Linked DNA regions of Macaca mulatta: region 2 is linked to region 1. Evidence: chromatin contacts called from public Hi-C data. All regions are on one chromosome and are shown on one strand. Each heading gives the region's core, a stretch centred on a gene start, on an enhancer-like site or on the middle of the called end of the contact. The rest is flanking DNA. Distances are from core to core; before and after follow the strand shown.

Region 1 (2,700 bases), core at 12-2,511:
GCAGACCTGTACAGGACTGCACTGGGAGATGAAGGTGGGATGGGGCAGGAGTGCGGAGTGGGGGAAGCCTGATGGGAGAGTCTACTGGAAGCAAAGGAGAGGGCCCTTTCCTCCTCTCACCAATCTGGTGCCGCCCAGTGATCCGCACAGGGCCAGAGCCCGACTTCAGGCGGAAGGTTACAGGTGGTTGGAGCTGGAAGTCGTCCAGACTGAGCTGGGAGGAAGACAAGGATGAAGGCCTGGCCCACTCCTAGCCCACCCCACACTGTAATGAGTACTGACGTCCTCAACCCCGTCACCACCACCACCACGAGGGTAGAGCTGGGGAACTCACCATGGGTTGGCAGGACAGCTTGAGGTTGGCCACAGGGACTGCGATCTCCTGATGGTCATGGTTCCGGGCCACAACTTCTACCACATTACACTCGTCTTTGGCTCCCTCGGTGAGGCAGAGCTGGCAAGGGTACACAGGGTCTCAGGGTCTCCTCAAGCGAGGGCTGACACCACAAGTAAAGGCATCTACCCTAGCACCTGCCCAGCTTCAGAGGTCCCGGTTCACCTGGCCAGGGGAGCCGCCCATGTCGGGGGGTTAGGCTGAGGAGGTGTCTCCAAGTAAAGGGGGTCCGGGGGTTGGGTAGAGACATATATTGCTTGCCTGGGCTTATTTATTGAAACCCCACTCCCCCGCCCCTCACCATGGTTAGTGCCAGCACGTGCTCCGCATCATCCTCTTCCTCTACCTTAAAGGTGAAGGAGCGGGTGTGGCCGGAGAGCTCACAGCCTGGGAGAAATAACAGTGAGTATGCCTGAGCGTGTGTACGGGGCTGGGGGTGGGGGATGTCACCAACCCGCGGTCACGTGTAACCTTGGGCGGACGAGCCATTTACACGTCCACCTCCTTCTCTTCTCTCAGAACACCTGGGGCGCTCGGCCGTGGGCCCCGCCCAACACATCTGGGGCAGGGATCTCGCCGCCCCCTTCGGCTGTGCGTGCGAGGCCCCCTCTCCTCCAGGAACAGCAAAGCAGCCCTCCGCCCACACCCACGCCGTGAAACCCTCCGCATTCCGCCTCTCATCCCTACCTCTTACCGCCCCAGTACCACCCTCAGCCTCTCCCTTCCCCAATACCGAAGAAAAAACTGTCCATAGTGACTGGGGCTGGGACCCGCAGGCCCCCGACACCCCCGGCCCGCGTTCGGCTCTCCTGACTCAAAAACGCTAAGGCAGCTGCTGTGCCGGCGGCCATGCTGCAAGGGCCTTCTCCAAACTCCGCCCCCGACACGCACAAAGCTGGGGACCCTCGGCCAGTTCCGGCCCCGCCCATTAAAGGAGACGCTCAGTCCCGAAAGAGAAAAGGCACCGAGACCCCACAGCCCTACCCGGAGCCCGCAGCTTCTGCTCGTATTGTATCAAGACCGAAGAGAAAGGAAGTAAACATCACAGAAGAACGGATTTGGGATTTATGTTAACATCCTTGTTCATTTCCACGACTACGAGGGTGTCCACTTCCCCAAGCTCCTCGCTCTGTGTTGGAGGAGTGTCTCCCACTCTTCCAACCCAGGGTAAGCTTTCGTTAAAGGAGGTATAGATATAAAAGTTAACTCTTCTTACTCCTCCTCCCAGCAAAGGTGGGGTTCAGGGCAGTGCTTTTCCGCCACAAGCAAAGGAAATGCACTCAGATTGTCTTTGCCTCAAGAGAGCCGAGGAGCCTAAAGACTTTCAGTTCAGGAATTTCCATCCTAACATGTGTGTCCTCTCGGCTAAGCCTCTCCTAGATACTCTTCCTGCTCCAATGACCCCGCAACTTGTTATGCCTTCACTGAGCCTTAGCTGCTAGCAGAGAACTAGTTAGTTCATGTGTGTTCTGTTCCTGGCCGACCCACGCGTTTTGAGCTTTTAATTCCAAATCAGCCAGAAGTTATCTTTGCGCCCTGGATTGTCAGTTTACGCTACTCGCGCCATCTTTCGCCTTTTAAGAATCAGGCCAACTGTGTGCTTTTTCCCAATAGATAGCAAAAACTCAAACAAGAGGCCCTATTTCACACCCAGGTTGTAACTGTGGCAAGAGGGTGGGGTGGCTTGGCTAAGAACCAGTCTACTTTTCTTAGCTCTTGCCCTAAGGAAAATCTGGAAGTGATGGGAGGTAGGAGGGCTGCCTTCAAGATCCAATCTCTAACTTGGAACAGCTGTGGAGAGGAGGCATACTGCTTGTAGGTGAGGCATGAAAGAGGAGAGAAGGTAGGGCGCAGACAGGAAACAGATTCACACAATACAACACGACAAGCATTCACTTCAAGTTTTATTTTGCCTCTTGCATGGTCTTTTACAGTTCGTTTTCTACAGGAACTGAGCTCTGATCTAAACAATCAATAAAAATGTCATTCCAACCTTAATATTCATAACCAGGAAACAGCATAGCACTTCATGATCCTAGAGTGATGAAAGCAAAGACCAGGACATCTGTTTCACAGTTACCTGTGACCAGACCAGCCAACATGATTACTAAAAGCCAAGATAAAACCAAAAGTAAACTTACTAAAACATCCTGATTCCATGAGGTTAACTCTGAAATCCTCCAGACAAAATGCTAGAATTGTCCACTACTGTTAAATACGAGAAAACTGAGGAAAATTCAGCTGTCTTACTATCTAGTAGGGGTCTTCCCTTCATCTCAAGCCCTCAAAAATGCAAACTTGGTTCC
Region 2 (2,725 bases), core at 218-2,717, 37 kb after region 1:
AAATTCAAATATACGCTGTAATTGCGGAAAGAGCAATAATGTAACCGATTCGTGCCTCTATAGAGCTGCAAGGTGGACTATCTGTCCATTCTTATCCAGAAACTGTGAAAACAAACATCTGGTAATTTTCTCTCACTACCAAAAAAGTCCATCATTCTTTTCGACTGTAAACGGGAAAAAAGGGGAGAAGGGCATTTTTAACGCCATTTCTGCGGTCACTAAATTCAAATTATGCATCTCAGACACTTTGAGAATCGGTGATTAAAGCCAAAGCTTCATCCCTCGACAGCAAAGTACAGTAGCTGGGAAAGAGGGTAATTTTCTAAGTTGCAAATGAATCTTTGCGGGGGTAGGGAGAAGCAACACAAATATTCTAAGCAAAGTGGAACTTGAAATACTATAGGCCAACCGTGCTTCTCTTCACTCCAGAAGTACAAGCACGTCAATGTGGGTCGATTTTCCACAAAAGGTGGTGACAGAGGAACTATACACATTTTTTCAATGGAACGCAGACAACTCTAGGGAATAAGATCCCAAGGTACACAGTAGAACTCAGAGGCTAACAGAGCACCAGGCTCCTAACCACCGCCTCCTTATGAGCTGACTTGGCTCCAAGCCCAAGACGGGTGGGGTCAGACTTGTGAGTGGCCGGGGGGAATTCGACGCCGTCTAAGGACGTGCGAGAAGATTCGGCCCAACATCTCGTCTCTCCCCCTCGCTTTAGCAGGGCCACATTTCAGACCCAAAGGCTTTCCAGACTTCTACAGCCTCCAAAAGCCCCGCCACCACCCTCCTCCCGAGGACAGAACGTGTCAGTGCCAAGGCGGGGCGGGAAGGAGGGCGCTCACCTTCCACCACGCCACACAGGAACCGCCGAGCCCCTCCTGCAGCCCCAGCCACCGCCGCTCCCCCAGCCCCGGCGGGGTTGTCTTCTCCGGGTGCCGGAGCTGCCGGCGGCTCCAGCGATGCCCCCGCAGAGGCGGCAGGGTTGGAGCTGAGCTCGCTCTCCCGCTCCTCCAGCGTCGCTTGACTCTCCTTCTGCACCATCCTCCTGCCCCCGGCCGCCGCCACCTCTGCGGGTCCTCCTCGGCCTCCGTCCGTTGGGCCACAGGCCCGGAGCCCTGGAGAGGGCTTCAGCTCCAAGTGTGCGCCCCTCCGGCTCCTTCCCCTCCCCCTCTGCCCTTCCCCCTCCCTTTCCGCAGGGACCCGAATGCCCGGATGAAAAGGGCGGCGGCACCGGCGCGAGCCCTTTGTCAGCCGCAGCCTCAGCTTTAAGCTGGGGCGCCGGAAGCCTAAGCGGAGAGCGAGGCTGTGACTTCTCGTTCGCTGGAAGAAGACGGCCAAGGCTCCCGTCCTCGTTCTCAGCCTCTGCTGCCCTCCAGTTAATCTCAGTTCTTCTGCTGTTTCCCCCCGAAGCCCCGAGCTCTCTGCTGCTGCCTCCACCGCCGGCTTCCTGTTTATCCGCACTGCGCTTGCGCTGCAGACCGGCTCAGACCGGTCCCCTCCGCCCGGCTCCCCCGCCTTTTTTGGGGCTAGCCTATTAAGCTCCTCTAGGTAGGGGGAAATAGAACAGAGGAGACGCGAAAAGCAGAAGGTAATGAAGGCAGTGGAATGTACCATTTCTGCTTGCCACCCTCCGGAACAAGCCTGACACCCTGGAACGGACCATTACCCGGCCCGAAGGAGGGGCGTATGGGAGGAGGCTGCGGCCGGTTGGGGCAATAGGGAGAAGGGGGGAAGGTGAAAAGGAGAGGTGTTTACTCTCTCAGTGCGCAGGCGCGGAACCGCAGCTTCTCGTTCTTAAAGAGATAGGAAAGAACTGACCTACTTTTATGGAGATTCTTGTAATATGTGGGCTCATTACATCTGCCTGACCCAGGCTTGGTTCGGTAAAGACACCATTCCAAGGAGCTCAGCTCACCCCTCTGCCTTGAATCATTTTCCCCTAATCCCATTTCAAATGAAATCATTCGTTCATTGCTTCATTCAGTAGACATCTATAGAGCTTGCCTGGTGCTGGGCTCTAGGAACACTATGAGCTCACAGTACGGTGGTGGAGACAAGCCACCACACACGCAGTTCCCACAAGGTGTCCCCAAGAACTTTGGAGCTCAGAACAGGTGATACTCACTCCTCCTTTGGGGAGAGGCCGTGGGCATGGCTTCACTTTTCAGCTGGATTATAAAGGATGTGAAGTTAGCTTTACTGAGCAGGAGGGGAGGGAAGACAGTACTCCAAGAAAGTGGAACGAACAACAGAGTCCAAAGGTAGGGAGGCATGAAAAGCCTGCCTCGTTTGGGAATGGGGAGCGCGCGGTGTGTGCAGTGGGGCATGAGATCCCTTGGGCCTCAGCATGGGCATCGCTTCCTTGGGAAGCCTTCCCTGAGCCCTAGATGGGTTTGGGTCTCCTCGCTGTATGTTCTCAGAGCTCTCTTGTAGTCCTGTCCTAATGCACTTTACGTTTATGTTGCTTGAGAAATCTGTCTCAGCCTGTGAGGTATAAACATGAAATGATGATTAAGACTTAGTAATGTCCATCTTACACTTCAGTCTGATATTTACCTCCTCTAGCCATAGCCCAACTTGTAGTTTCAGGGACTTTCATGGTCCCTCTTCTTTTCAATCCTGGATTGTTGAGATGGGGGTTAGGAGCAAGCGTTTTTTGTTTGTTTTTTGAGACGGAGTTTCACTGTCGCCCAGGATTACAGGCGTGAGCCACCGCGCC

What was found. Hi-C and Micro-C count contacts between places; a contact is called where the count stands out from the background.
Region 2: a Hi-C map of liver shows a contact between it and region 1, with 1.6 times the contacts expected there. The contact joins the promoter of OGA here to the promoter of NPM3 in region 1. A contact is called at or near these places in 4 of 14 Hi-C or Micro-C datasets (cortical neurons, fetal cortex germinal zone, fetal cortical plate and 1 more).

The regions. Positions count from the first base shown.
Region 1 is chr9:113,865,836-113,868,535 of T2T-MMU8v2.0, forward strand. NPM3 (nucleophosmin/nucleoplasmin 3) reads right to left here and starts at 1,262. Exons shown (of 6, transcript NM_001194502.3): 1 at 1,128-1,262; 2 at 696-781; 3 at 335-454; 4 at 121-214. The coding sequence starts at 1,245. OGA (O-GlcNAcase) reads right to left here. Exons shown (of 15, transcript XR_013398279.1): 15 at 2,281-2,700.
Region 2 is chr9:113,902,510-113,905,234 of T2T-MMU8v2.0, forward strand. OGA (O-GlcNAcase) reads right to left here and starts at 1,468. Exons shown (of 15, transcript XR_013398279.1): 1 at 849-1,468. LOC144331301 (a long non-coding RNA gene) reads left to right here and starts at 2,087. Exons shown (of 3, transcript XR_013398339.1): 1 at 2,087-2,267. It also overlaps a transcript of KCNIP2 not described here.